Linked DNA regions of Ovis aries: regions 1 and 2 are each linked to region 3. The links are chromatin contacts, called in public Hi-C maps. All regions are on one chromosome and are shown on one strand. Each heading gives the region's core, a stretch centred on a gene start, on an enhancer-like site or on the middle of the called end of the contact. The rest is flanking DNA. Distances are from core to core; before and after follow the strand shown. Region 1 holds the start of NLN (neurolysin). Region 2 holds the start of SREK1 (splicing regulatory glutamic acid and lysine rich protein 1). Region 3 holds the start of ERBIN (erbb2 interacting protein).

The links. A called contact is a pair of places that touch in the nucleus more often than the background predicts.
Region 1: a Hi-C map of skin fibroblasts shows a contact between it and region 3, with 2.8 times the contacts expected there. The contact joins the promoter of NLN here to the promoter of ERBIN in region 3. A contact is called at or near these places in 2 of 16 Hi-C or Micro-C datasets (hypothalamus and skin fibroblasts).
Region 2: a contact with region 3 is called in a Hi-C map of tail adipose tissue, with 3 times the contacts expected there. The contact joins the promoter of SREK1 here to the promoter of ERBIN in region 3. A contact is called at or near these places in 2 of 16 Hi-C or Micro-C datasets (skin fibroblasts and tail adipose tissue).

Annotation. Positions count from the first base shown.
Region 1 is chr16:13,962,373-13,967,470 of ARS-UI_Ramb_v3.0, reverse strand. NLN (neurolysin) reads left to right here and starts at 1,783. Exons shown (of 13, transcript XM_004016928.6): 1 at 1,783-1,970. The coding sequence starts at 1,930. It overlaps SGTB (small glutamine rich tetratricopeptide repeat co-chaperone beta), which reads right to left and starts at 1,681. Exons shown (of 11, transcript XM_042233740.2): 1 at 1,492-1,681; 2 at 253-372. The coding sequence starts at 352.
Region 2 is chr16:13,603,918-13,608,768 of ARS-UI_Ramb_v3.0, reverse strand. It overlaps SREK1 (splicing regulatory glutamic acid and lysine rich protein 1), which reads left to right and starts at 3,417. Exons shown (of 12, transcript XM_060400352.1): 1 at 3,417-3,742. The coding sequence starts at 3,582.
Region 3 is chr16:13,774,367-13,779,346 of ARS-UI_Ramb_v3.0, reverse strand. ERBIN (erbb2 interacting protein) reads left to right here and starts at 3,298. Exons shown (of 25, transcript XM_060400383.1): 1 at 3,298-3,848.

The DNA.
Region 1 (5,098 bases), core at 534-3,033, 190 kb before region 3:
CTATAATATGAATAGCATAGTTCTGAGACATAATAGTTGTTCAATAAACAAACAAAAGTCCTCTTATCTTGTTGTTAACTGGAAAAAAAAAGCCTCAGAGGATGAAAACATTACAACCTTACCATAAGGTCTCTCTTCCTGAAAAATCAACAAGATATTCTGATTTTGAAACAACAGATCATAAAGTCAAACTTATAGATATTTTAGTCTTTATAATCATAACACAAATGAACAGGGAGAACAGGTGCCTACCTTCCAAACTTTCTTGCTCATCTGAGGTATAAGCATCCATCTGACTTTGTTCCCGTAAGAAACGAATGACTGCATAAACGAGGTGCTTGATGGATGACATGTTCAAAGCTTAAACTTTTCCTTGATAAGAAAAAGGAAAACACTGAATTAAGTAATTTTAAAGACGCAGTGAAGAAGATTATAAATCACAAAGGTCATAAATTACATTAAAGGTAAAAAGCAAAAACAAAAGTCTGAATTACTTTCACTCTTTTAAAGTCAGAGCACAAATTATTGATATGGTAACGTATGACATTTTCATTTACACCTAGGAATATCAGGTTATGTTAAAACTTGCAAAAGTAAATTTTTTCTCAAAACATGTACAACATAAGCTTAGATTCTCACTGAACAGCTCACTATATCTTAATAGTTTATATGATAGGTATCCAGATAAGCATAGGGGTACAGATACAGAAATCCCCAAAAGGCTTTAGTACTATTTTGAGGGAGATTTCATACTGCTGACTCAGAAGCTGATCCACGCAGGGCATCTTCCTTTATTTCATGAAATTTTTTTCAAATGTATGCATAATTTACAGTCGTAGGTGGAGACAGTTTACCGGATGAGGAAATTTATTAGTCAAAGGTTGTTCAACCATTGAGGGTCATTTTTAATAAAAATGCCATTTCTATTCAATCAACAGACATGTCAGATAATCATTGCCCAAGTAGATGGATACTACAAGCCGACCAATGCTCTCTGCAGTAGCTGTGCTCTCGTGGACAGACTGGAAGCTCCAGGTCATGTTCATTCACATGGAATACTATCGCATCCAAACAGTGGCGCAGGGCCAGACGGCATTAATGGCTTATTTCCACTAAATCGCATCATCCATCTGCTCACCAGGTTCCCTTATTCAAAGCCAGGGTGTGGTACCCACCGCGAGGACGTTTACTGCTCGGTGCTTATTTTAAAAGAGAGCCCAGCCTATAGGCCACGGGGCTGCAAGTCCTAGGACCCAGGGCAGAAGGGTGCAAAAAGAACGGGGAGGGGGAGAGGGGACGCGAGGCAAAAATGAAGTCCAACCTCCTCCAGGCTTCTCCCCATTCCTCTTCCCGGAGCACATCGACCTCCTTCTCCCTCCCTTCGTTACCCAGGCCTCGCCTTAGCCTCAACAGCGTTTGCTGCGGGTGAGCCGTGCAGGCCCGGACTGGGGCGGCGGGAGACGCACCCTTCCCCAGACAGAAGCCCCTTACCAGGGAAGAGGATGCGAAACGGTGGCAGCGGCCCGAGAGCGTCCGTAAGTGTGTCCACTTGCCCCCTGGTTCTCCGGGCTTCAGCCTGGCTCGGGAGCGCAGCACCGCAGCCGGAGGTGGCCCAAACTTCCCCTGCTCCCAGACCGCCGCCGCCCCTCAGCCCACTCCTCGCTGCGCTTGGCTCCGGGCCGCCGTCTCGCCAGAACCGCCCCCGGGGCGGTGCGAGACGCATGGGGCGGGGCCGGGGCGGGGCCGGGGCGGGGCTGAAGTGGGCGCCAGCGTGGGGCTGCCGCACGTGGGAGGGTTCAGGCCCAGCTGGCCGCCGCCGCCACGGTTGCCTCCTGCGCTAGGCCACCGCACCGCTTCCCGGCGCCCCGCCACCCCCACCCCCAGACCGGAGGACAACGCGCCCGCAGCCCGTCGCCTCCCGGCTCTCCCATGATCGTCCAGTGCCTTTTGGCTGTGCGAGGCCTCCACAGGTACCTCCCGTGCGCGGGTTAACCTTGACCGTGGGCGGGGGTCTTCTGCCTGGTCAGTGCCAGGCGCCCCGGGCCCAGCCTTTCCCAACAGCACCCCTACGACGCTCTTGGAACCTTCCCTCCCCACCGCCCTCTTGGTCTACCCCAAGGGACACCTGGCGTGGGAACGTGGGGCCACCTTTCCTTCCTGTGCTCCCTCGGGAGGGCATCCATTCCCTTTGTTTGGGACTGCCTCGACTGCAAGCAGTCAGATTGATCAGAGGCCCGGCCCGAAGGAGTGCAGAAAGATGATCGGGATAAAATCGTTGGACTTTCGCCCCCATCCGGAACTGCAGACCTGTCGTTAGAAGTGAGGGCAGCTGTAGACTCAGATAACAATTCTCATTTACTCCTCGTGTGCATCGTTGGCACACAGATCGTTTAACATCCACGCAAAATGGAATCGCTATGATTTTGCTGCTTATTTCTGTCCATGCTTTCTAATTTTCTTTTCATTTACTTCTTCCGTATAAAACATTCTGCTTCTTGCCGGGGCTAATTGACATGGCCCAAAATGGAGGAAAAGATTGCTTGGACACGGTTAGGGGCAGCTTCAGCGCTGTTTTGGATAGATTACTTAGCGCCTAACCACACCCCTCTGCAATAGACTAGTAGCAAGATGGTGAGTGAGAGAATGAAATTCTTTTTCCCGCTGCGACGGATGGAGTGGTTTTCAGAAACAATGCGACTATCACCCGCATTCCCAAATCTAGCTTTCAACTGAAAATCCGAATGAAGAACCAACAGAAAAAGGAAGATCCTTATAAAACCACTTTAGAACATAGCAATCAGCATGTAAGCTTTTTAACAGTTTTCTGCTGTACGTTGCCACTCATCTTATGCTGATCAGTCTTTATAGTTTTGGTGCATTGGGAACCTTAAAATAATCATAAAGAGTTCATGTGATGATTTTGGCTATATTTCAAGCTGTCCTTTTAGTCTGCAGGCTGTAGGTGGTAGAGCTGTCAAATGAAGCTATACCAGCAAATGAGGAAATGTAACACAGGTGTAAGAAGAAAGAATAAATTTCATATAAGACAGTAATTCTCAAACTTTTTAGTCTGAGGATCTCTTTACCACTCAAAAATTACTGAGGACCTAAGAACTTCTGTTTATATGGGTTATATCTTTCCATATTTACTGTATTAGAAATGAAACCAGGGAGATTTAAAAGTATTTATTAGTTCTTTTTAAACAGTATTACATTTGTTACATGCCTAAGATTTTTAATGAAAAATGACTATTTTCCAAAATGTTTTCCTAAAAAAATCACTGAGAAGGGTGACATTGTGGATTTTTTTCCTGGGTTTGTGTGTGTGTGTGTGGTAAAAGATAAATAAAATTTACCATTTTAATCATCTTTAAGTGCATAATTCAGTGGCGTTAAGTGCATTCACATTGTTACCTAACCATCGCCACTATTCATCTCCAGAGCGTTTTTATTATTCCAAACTGAAACTCTGCATGGGCATTAAACAATAACTTTTCATTATCCCCTCTTCTAGTCTCTGGTAATCACTATTCTCTCTCTGTCTTTGAATGTGACTATTTTAGGTTCTTCATACTAGTGGAATCTTAGAATATGTGTTCTTCTGTGACTGGCTTATTTCACTCAGCAATTTTAGGTTCTTCATACTAGTGGAATCTTAGAATATGTGTTCTTCTGTGACTGGCTTATTTCACTCAGCAGTGTGTCTTTAAACTTCATCCATGTGTCAGAATATCCCTCCTTTTTAAGGCAGAATATTATTCTGTAGTACGGATATACCACATTTGTCCAGTTGTCCATCCATGGACATTGGGTTGTTTCTACTTTTCGGCTATTTTGAATAATGCTGCTGTGATCATTGGTGTACACATATCTGTTTCAGTGTGTACTTTCAGTTCTCCAGGATATGTGCCTAGAAGGGGGATTACTGAATCAGATGGTAATTTTATGTTTAATTTTTGAGGAACCAGCATACTATTTTCCACAGCAGCTATACTGTATACATTTTACAGTATACTATACTGTACTATACTATACAGTATACATTTTACACTCCTTTGGCAAAGCATAAGAGTTCTAGTTTTTTGCATCTTCATCAACACTTACTTTCTGTTTTGCTTTTTTTTTTTTTTTTTCAAAAAAAAGAGAACCATCCAAGGAGTGGCACTGTTTTATACTTTTGCAAAACAAATGTATGACTTAATAGAAGATGGCTGGATTCTTATATCTGCTTCTTTCCACATTTTTTCTGTTGTACTGGTTTTTTTGGTTTAAGAAAATTGAGAAAATCCCACCCGTCATGTGTAGTTGTAAAAAGAGAAGTATTTTAATAGACTTTTTAAGATAATCATGGATATTCTTTGATATCACATCAGAGTTTGACAAGTGGTAGTTTTTGAAGGATGGTTGCAATGTGAAATATGAAACTATCAATGTACCTTTTTTACTGTTACATTAAAATCCATGGGTCTGTCTTACAATTTGAATGAATCTTTAACCTATGCATGATTTTGTAATATCAGACACTTACCATTTTGAAAATTGTGGCTCACTGTGTTACACATATCTTTCTAATGTTCTAAGGTGCCTAAAGTTTTATCTACCTTTGCTTTTCGCCATCAGTGCAGATGTCAACCAAGTGAAAATGTAGAGAATGTCTTAGTATTTTTATGAAATTCTTTCAACCTCATGTACTCCTTAAAATGGTCTCAAGAACTACTGCTCATATGCTCATCCAGGAATGCAGACCACATTTTGAGAACCACTGATAGGTGTTATGCAGATTCTTTGTTTATGCGTGGAAGGAAATAAACATTAAAAACCATACAGTTGTTACTTTTTTAGGAGCTAGCAATCTGCCATGAATATATCAACTTTTTTGTTACTCAAGGGCATATATTGCAGTTAATCAGTGTACTCTACAATGATCCAGTAGTCATCAACCCCATGCTCTTAAGAGTGACTTACTAACAGAATCTCTGTTTCAAAACCTGTATCTTCCTGAAAGAGTAAGTACTTGACCGCATGGAAGGCCGTCTGTGTACTCCTAATCACTTTCCTGTTCCTTCTGACACTTGGGAATTCATTTTAGTGTTACATG
Region 2 (4,851 bases), core at 2,168-4,667, 170 kb after region 3:
TTGTAATTGTATCTAAAACCAAGTGTATGTACATATATATTTTTCTGAATCAATGGCTTTTACTTCATTTATTTTTAAAAGGGTTCAATGATCCCCAGATTTAGAACTGTTCCTTGCTTTCATTACTACCACCACTTAGCCTTTGAACCAGTCCCTTTTATCTTTAGTTTCCACCTTTCCAACATAGCTCCATTTCTAAGTGATGGCAATCACTCTAGGAATCTGACATATTCACTCTTTTGTTCAAACATCTTCAGTGGCTCCCAACAACTAGTGATAAAGTACCCTCTCAGTATGACAAACAGTATATTTCATGAAGGCTTATTCTTTCATGTACATCTCTAGTCATTCTTCAGCCTTTGGACTGCAATACTAAACTTTGAATATTGTGGACCTCACCTGGCTCTCATATCTATTTTTGCATATTCTTCACCTCAGTTTAGAAAGTCTGTCACTGCTCCGCCCTCCCTCCTTGCCTGGCAAATTCCTATTTGTTCAAGATTAAGTGCAAATGGCATCTCTTCTGGGAAGCCTTCCATTGGCACTAAGTTTAAGCAGCTTAGTGTATGCTCCCAATTCTCCCTGTGCTTATCCCTCTGGTAGTAATTCTCAAACATTTTGGTGTTAGGATCACTTTATACTCTTAAAAATTATTGAAGACCCTAAAAGATTTATGGGGTATCTGTACATATTTATCACCTTAGAAATTAAATCTGTAAAATTTAATATTTAAAAATCCATTTAAAAATAATTATAAACCCATTATGTACTTATATAAATGATAAATTTTTTAGCCTGCTCCCAAATGGCTGTGGAGCTAAATTATGCATTTTTATGGTGAAGTGATATTTTCCAAAAAGAACTTTAAGAGTGGCAATGCTTTACATTTTTCAAAGCTCTTTGATGTCTGGCTTAATAGAAGACAGCTGGATTTCCCTATCTGTTTGTGCATTCAATCTGTGTGATATGTTTAGGTTGAAACATATGAAGAAAATTTGGTCTCAAACAGATACGTTGTTGGAAAAGGGGAAACTATTTTCATTGTCTTTCTAGATGATATGAGATATCTTGATTGATAACTATCCCAAACTGGACATGTGGTTGTTTCTTAGAGTGCAATTACAATGTGGATTTAATCTGAAACCATATCAGTTAACTTTCTGTATTTTGCTACAGTAAAATCCATGGGTCCATCTTCCACTTTGATAACTCTTTTTAATTTTGTAATAGCATGTATTGGTTCTGTTGAAAACTGCCTTATGAGCTATAGAGATTTTCAAATGGGCAATTATAATCACTATATAATGTGAAAAAACACATTTGTTAATATCAGTCGTGTTTCTAGCAGAAATGTTTAAATACTAGAAATCTGTCAAGCTCCAGATGGTGGATACAAATTTTTAAAAATTTGCATTTTTGAGTGAAAACTCCAACAATCACACAAGAGCATTTTCTGGAGATGTCCATCCTACTTGGGCATGCAGCAGCAGTACTTCCCAATTCTTCACATATTAAAGAGCTGGGGGACTTCCTGTTGGTCCAGTGGTTAAGACTCAGGGCTTCCAATGAAGGTGTAGGTGAGGTCTGATTCCTGGTTGAAGAACTAAGATCCTACATGCTGCGCAGTGAGGCCAAAAAAAAAAAAAAAGTAAAAACTAAATAAAAAAAAAAGGTTTTATAAAAAGGAAATAGGTGTATACTAGGAAGTGAAGATTTAGTAAAATTAATAATTTTTACCACTTTTTACAAGGACAATTATGTATTTATTTTTGGCTGCGCAGAGTCATTACTGTGCTAGGCTTTCTCAAGTTGTGGCAAACACGGGCTATTCGGCAGTTTGGGTGCACAAGTTTCACACTGTGGCAGCTTTTCTTGTTGCAGAGCGTGAGCTCTAGGGTGCACAGGCTCAGCAGTTTGGACGTTAATGCTTTGTTGCCCCACAGCATATGGAATCTTCCCCTGACCAGGGACCCATGTCCCCTGCATTGGTAGACGGATTATTAACCACCGGACCACTAGGGAAGTCTGTCAAGGGCATTCTTAAACTAGCTTATTTTAAAAAATCATATATTGTGTATGCTATGAGTGCAAGGAGGTGAATACAAAATACCACTACAGTGTTAGTCGCTCAGTCGTGTCCGACTCTTCATGACCCTGTGAACTGGAACCCGCCAGACTCCTCTGTCCATGGGGTTTTTCAGGCAAAAATATTGGAGTGGGTTGCCATTTCCTCCTCCAGAGGATATTCCCGATCCAGAGATCGAACCCGCATCTCCTACATAGTAGGCATATTCTTTAACCTCTGAGCCAAAGGAAAGTCCTTGAATTCCACTAAGTAAGTCCCCCAATAAAGAAAAAGTTCCACTCTAAGAGCATTTAAGTCCAATTTGTTTATAAGTCCAGCAAAGTTAGCCTAGGTACCCAACTAATGCAACTGACTATATAGTACTGTACTGTAAGAGGTTTATAATACTTTATGCACAAATAATACATAAAAAACTAATAAACACGCAAAAAAATACCCTGTAGAGTGTAGTAGTACCGCCACTGTACCTGGCATACAGGGACACTTGGCATCTTTCAAAGTTTGTGACTCAAAAGCTCGTATGTAGAGGGACTCACTGTAGTCGTGCAGTCTGACACCACTGCCTTGATTTTTGCTAAGGTGCTGGCTTTGCACCATCAGTGCAATTCTCAACAAAGTGAAGGAAATAAAGTCTTCATATTGTGAAGATGCTTTTGACCTTACAGATTCACTGAAAAGGCCCCTGAGGACCTTCCAGGTTTTGCGGATGGCATTTTGGGAACAGCTGCCCTATTTTCACATACTACTGTTACTTGTGTCTCGTTAGGTTGCAAAGTCTGTGTGGATCTTCTTAACTGTCCTTAATGTGTTCGTGTCTGTCCGATACATAACACTATTAATACCTGCGGAATGAACTAAAAAATGTTACAAACGACAACCGCATGGCCTTCATCATACTGCCTTCTTCCTTAATTCCGTCTAAATTTACATGTTTCGTAAAACTTTCCAAGTGTTTCTATGACTAGGACGCCGGTCAATTTGTTTTTTTATATAGGTGGGAAGGAGGAGCTGCGTGAATGTAATACTGACACGTTATAGTTCAGCCAAGTTAGTTAACTGCGATGCTCGAGAGTCATCCCTTCTTAACAGGTTTGCACCAGCAGGCCTCTTGACTTCCCAGTCTTAGCTACTATAAAGACTGGAAAGAGGTGGGTCTCTTGCGTTTACAGGAGCACAAGAATTTGATGGAGTCGTAACCGGGGAAACCCTCAATCAAAATCTTGGCGGGGAGAAATGCAGCAGGACCAACAGCCTTACACAACCGGAAGCCCCAGGCAGCAGCCTCGCGAGATCCTCCGGGTTGCCAGGGCGACGCTTCCGGCTGGCGCGCGCAGCCCGGAGAGCAGGGGAGTTGTGAAATGGGCGGCTAGACCTGCCCGTGGCCGTGAATTCGCCAGCGGGAGCGCGCTCGCGGCCGCGCGATCTCCGCTTTCCCGGCTCCGTCGCTGACGCGCTGTAGACGTTGGGGAGGGAGGCAGCGGCAGCGCGGATCAGGATGAACAGCGCCGGCAGCTTCGGCTTGGGCTTAGGCTTCGGCCTCACCCCTACGGCAGTGATTCAGGTGACAAATCTGTCCTCTGCGGTGACGAGCGAGCAGATGCGGACGCTTTTTTCCTTCCTAGGAGAAATCGAGGAGCTGCGGCTCTACCCGCCCGAGTAAGTCCTCGAGCTCGACTGGGGGAGGGGTGCGGGCCCGAGCGAGACCTCGGGAACCCAGGCGAGGGGGAGAGCGCGGACGGGGGCGCGCTGCCCCGTCACGTGACCACCGGGGTTCCCTTGGTGCCCATGTTTGATTGGGGCACCGCGGCCCCAGCCCCCGGCTTCTGTTTTCCTTGTTAGTCGACTTTCGGAGGTTAATGTTTGCACAGAATCCTTACAAAGGACGTAGAGGGGTTGCCTTTTCGTGCCTCCCGGCCAGTGGTCGTCGCTGAGTCCTCGAATTCAGTGCCGGGCCTCCCCCGTTTTCTTCCCTAACTTAAGATGGCCGCAGGTGGGCCCGGAATAGTCCTCATGGCGAGCGCCTGATGGGGTTTTTGCAATGGAAAAGCGCGGAGACTGCGCCTGAGAAACTGTCCGATCTTAGGGCCTCAGTGTCGGGCCGTTGTTGCTGACAGGGAAGCCTGCGGCTGATGACAAATAGAATTAGGGTTATAGTTGTTCCTAGGCCTGTGTTCACAAATTTAGCATCTTCAGAGGTTAATCTAACCGGGCCCATCCATGTTGTTAAAAGATTCATGTCTGTTCACCCTTTTGGCGTCGGATTAAAATTTCCTCCTAGAAGGTCACACTGCCCTAAACCTTTCAGAAAAAAACAGTAATCTGTGCAGGATTATTCCTGCTGTATACTTATAGAAGTCCAGATTTGGGATGGCATTCACTCTTCTCATACACTTCCCAGGTAGTGTACTTTGACGTAAGATTTCCCTTGTACGGTAATATCAGCTAACAAAATTCGTAAGAGGTTTCAGGGTTATTTTCTTACGGGCATAAACTTTTAAAAACTAGTGTCCAGAATATGAAAATTTCTCAGTGTTTTGTTCATTTTGTCAAAATCTTTTGAGGAAAGGGATAGTAGTTGCCTAAGATTTCTCTTATTAAAAAAATTGTTTGATTTTTTTGGGGTATTTCATAGTGATGCATGTAAATCTATTTTCCTTTAGTTTTCTCTAACTATACCGCATTGCTACTGCATAGATAGTGATAAAAGTTGGTGTTTGGATTTTTAAATTTTACTGAAGTTTTTCTTCTCATTTTTGTTTCAAAGT
Region 3 (4,980 bases), core at 2,049-4,548:
CAAAATGGGGAAGATTGAGCTATCAACAAATGTTTATTAGTTTACTCTCTACGGCGGTTCTGGAGTTCAGTTAATTATTACAGAATCACAGGCATTCGTATTTAAAGTGGGGTTTTAGTTCTCCTTTTAAGCATAAATTGAAATGTTAAGTCCATCTTAGGTAAACTATAGTAGGATTTTTAAAACAAACTAGTCTGTATAGCACAGAACAGAAGTGCCTTGTATAAAAAGAACAAACGGAAGATTTAGCTCTCTCTGTATGTGCTGCACATATGAGTTAGAACGGAGTAGTCATTGATGAATAATAAAGATGAATTGTTATTTTTGAGTACCCTGATCATAGGGCTGTCTTTTCACCTTTCTGTGTGAATTTCTGCTGAAGAAACTTTGCAAAGGGGCTATTAAAGAAATATGTCAAAATAGGTTTTTTAAAAAAATTTATTTAAATTTGTCTGTACCACATGGTTTGTGGGATCTTAGTTCCCCCACCAGGGATGGAACTCAGATCCATGTAGTGCAAGAGCCAAATCCTAACTACTGGACCACTAGGGAACTGTCCCAAATGGGTAACATTAGTGTGTCCTGGCTTCCATTCTGTTAAGGCCAGTGTTTTGGGGCTCATTCTAGCAGTATGAGTAAGTTGGACTTATTTAACAATCAACTGGGAGAGGGGCACTTTATTGTCTCTACCACTCTGTGGATGGCCCCAAAGAATGAAACCCCATTTCCCTCTCCTGCCTACTCAGCATCAGCATATGCTATCTCTATATTCCCTTCCATCAAAAGCTGCTTTGGGGAAACAATCTGATGAATTGGTATAAACGACTAATAAGGCTTAAAATATTACCTTTCCCCTGGATTATGTCTTTGTGCTAGAGAAATAAACCACTCAAGGGATTAAACTCTAGTGGCAAAACTTCAGGTGAATTGTAGGAGGGGTTTTGGGTTATAGGTACTTTTCTAAGCCTACATAGTAATCGCCCAGATAGGTTCAAATTGGGAGTCTAAGGAGTCTAAGGTTTAAAACAAACAAACAAACAAAAAAAAGGGGGCTAGGGGGACAGGGCAGGTTCTAGCCCACAGACTGGGCTGGTCCTGTTTATTTAGGTTGAGGATTGGGACGGGGAAGGGGAAGTTAGGTCTACCTGAATTTATGATGCCACATTCAAAGAGGTCTTGAACCAACCTGAGACCAGATGCAACACTGGAATCCCAGAAGCCATCCAGTCTTGCGCTGATCTGGGAGACTCTCCATCCTGGCTTGCTTTAGGAGAGAGAGCTCTACCACTGAGTCTGGGCAAACTCAAAGCACTTTTTGAAAGTGGGGTAGGAGATTTTTCTTGTGATGACTAAAATTAGCTTATATAATACGCTAACTTTTATACAATGGCCAAAATGGATAACTAGCTTGGTCTAGTATACCCGGCTGCCGTTTCTCTTCCTAACTTCCAGTTTAATGCTTTTACCTTCAGTTCAGCACTGAATAAACCTGAACATTTTGGCACTATCTGTGAACCTTCAACTTCTGCTATTAGGCTAAGGCCCTAGGTCTGTTACTTCTTGTAGTCCTGAAGTAGTTAATAGCTCCCCACCCTCATAGAATGTCTTGAACGTCTCCCGAGTTATTTCAAGTATTTGTCACTAGAGTACAACTCACTTTGCTAAATAATTCTTTGATGGACTTTATCAACTCCTTCCTTTGGATCCAAGCCAAAATCATCTGTAGGGCATACAGCTCTTTATTCAAACTTGGTTATAAATAATTATCTCTGGAACACAGAAGGAAGAACTGAAGCAATGACTTCAGGGACACAGAGTTAGACTAATTACCATCCTCGTACGCTGTTAAGTACAGCAGAGACTGGGGGCGGGGAATGGTTTGTTTTGTATCTATTGCGTTCCTTCTCGGGGTAAAACAAGGCCGTCTTGTCTGTTAACATATGTAAGGCAGTAACTGCAAAAACTGTGCAATGTTATGGTTGAGGCGTTTTATGCCATATGTGTTGATAGAATGCCTAAGCAGCTCTCTCCGCAATAAACGCAAACGCTGCCAGGCTGAATCACTAGGGCCAGCGAAATTCAACGACTGCACGACCGAAACCTCCAGGGTTGGAAGCCTACGTCGCGTATCGGAGTGTATCCAATATTTCCTCTAACAAAGGCATTATCTTGAGGCAATTTCGCGGGCCATTTTCCCCCGTCCCAGGGCCAGCTTTGTCTCCCCACCGGTGTGAGGCTGAGACTCGGAGGAGCTGCGTTGCTGAGCGAGCAAGCTCGGAGCAAGGGCCGGCGTGGGAAGCTTCTCCGAGCTGCCGCTGTGGTTTCCTGCAAACCGAGCGTGCCATTAGAGGAAGTTGGAGTGCTGCAGTTGAAAGAGATACCTGCAGCCTTGAAATCGGGGTTGGACTTGAACCGATCACTGTCGTACAAAGAAACTCAATCGGCCGGGGTGGAGGAGGCCTGGAGACTCTCGGTCTCCCAAGCTGGGCACCGGGCAAGCCGGGCTCCACTTCGTCGGAGTCCCCCACCTTGGGCAGCCGGGTAGCGGCAGCAGGCCTCTGAGGCCTGGGCTGCAGCGGGCCTCACCAGCGAACCCCCGGCGGCCACCAGCCCCGCCCCCCGGTCCCCGGCCCGCCGCCCCCCGCCGCCTCCCGCCGCAGACGTCGGCCCGCACCGCCCCCGCGCGCGGTGACTGGCTCGCGCCGGCCTCCAGCCCGGCTGTTGGCGGTTGGGGCGAAGCCCGCGGGAGGCCGCCCCGCCCCCGCCGCGGAGCCGCCGCCGCCGCGCGCTGCTCTTCCCCCCTCGCCGCCGGGGCGGTGGCGCTGTTGCCGCCGCGGCCTGTGAGGCAGTGACTCCCCAGCGCCCCAGCCCCCTTCCTCCTCCTTTCTCTCCGCTCCCTCCCTCCCCTCCCCGCCCCTCGCAGTCTCTCGCTCGAGTGAATGTGGCGCGGCGGCGCGGGACGCAGCCTCGGCCCCTGCCGCGGCCCCGCGAGCTCCTGAGGAGACGAAGCCGCCGCCTGCCCTCAGCCTTTGCGCTTCCCGGGGGAGCCACCGCCGCCTGGGAAGAAGAACGAGGAGGGGCGCGAGGGGGCGGCGGCGGGAAAACGGGAGGAGGAGGAGAAGAGGGCTCGAGGGCGAGGAGGGAAGGCGGGGAGGGACGGACGGAAGGACGGACAGCCCGACGGACGGCCCGGGGAGGGGGCCGCCATCGAGCCAGCCCGGCCCCTCGGCTCCGGCTCGGGGCGGCCGCGGCGGCGGCGGCGGCGCAGGCGAAGGGCGCGGCAGGCTCTATCGAGACAATAACCCCGCCGCCCGGCTCCGGGGGCGGCGGCGAGGAGGAGGTGGCGGCCTAGCGCGACCGCGGCTCTCCCAGCGCCGCGGCGACGTCTTCGCCCCCGCCGGCCGCCTTCGGCAGCCGTCGGGTATCGGGGCGCGCGGGTCGCCCGGAGTCCCAGGCTCGGGGCGGACGCCCCCTCCCCTCCCCCTCCCCGGCGCGCCGGGAGCTGGTTTTCCGGGTTCCCCTGGACCGAGCTGGATCCTGCTGTTCGCCAAGGCAGGAAGTGAGTTTCGCACGGTAATTCCGGGCGGTGTCACGAGTGAAAAGTTTTTTTTTCGGCGGAGATCCTAGTTGGGGCTGGGAAACTCCTGCAAAACTCGAGACCGGGAAACCAGCCCGCGCGTCCCAGCCCCCACCAAAGCCACCTACTCTTCCTTCTGCGGGAGGCCACTCCACATCCGCTCTCACCGGAGAGTGAAATTGGGCTGGATCCGAAGTGACTAATGAAGGGAAGGAAATCATGTCAGGCGAAGCCTTGAAAAAGCTGCCTTGAGACACTGCCCGACCGAAAGGTAAATTTCACGAGAAGTGTCTACGAGCCACAAAGCTCCCGGGCCAGAAAAGAGAGGAAACTTTAGTGTTTTTCGGTTTTTTTCTCAAGTTCCCCTAAATTCTCCTTTTCTGATGTCGAACGGGATAGTGTTTTAGGTGCTGAATAGTAAGATGTTACTCCCTCTTTGGTTATTTTAGAAGAGGTTGTAAGAATGAGGTGGGACGAAAAGTTTTAAGCAATCCGAAGGAAGAGTGCCTTTGTTTGGCACAAGGTCCAGAAGTCTTAGATTCCTGGAACATATACCCTGTGTATGTTTCTGATTCATTAAGTTGCTGAACCTGGCAACTTTTGTTTTGAAGAAAGTTAGGTCACTGCGGGGAGCGATTTGCTGCTGCTGAGATGGCTGCCACATTTGTTTATACGGTTACCGATTACTTGGCCTTTGCGTTTAATTGTATCTATATAGATTTGTTTTTAGTAGCAGTCTTTATGGATATATTTCATTGGGTTTTATAAAACAGAAACCTTTGCCATTCTCAGTCGTTTTTCTAGGTGGGTAATAAATAGATTTCTTCAATAACTTGTTCCTTTCAGACATTTAGAACTTGATAATACTTGTTTGGTTAATTAGTTGAAAACAACTGTCGGCTAGATTTTTCTTGTTACTGAGAGTAGAAAGAAAAAGGAGGGAGGAAGTATTGTCGATAAAGAGTGTTACGATTAAAAACACACGTAAACACCTGTGAAGTAGTTTGGTTTGTTGGGACTTAGGTGCAGTTCAGAACAGGACACAGAGAAAGGAAAGTAAAACGCTTACAACAATTTTCATGGGCATCACAGTGATTGTGATAAACATCTGTGCTTTTGGAATAGTACAGTATTTACATTTTTGTGTTGGCCCGAATGTTTTGGCCGCCTCAGAGGTGATGAGTATCTACGGTGGTGGCAGGGGTTATTGAAGCATGGGAGACATTCCACCAGTCAGTCATAAATACAAACACTTCTGAACCAATCGGTAGTCTTTATAGATCAAACCAGTTTTGGTCGGAGCAAACACGAAACGGTTTCTTCAGTGGTGTTTTAATGTGTCTTTTTAAGGTTGGTTTTTTTCCGTTTGTACTTTTGTGGTAAAGGGAGGTGAAAGATTATAC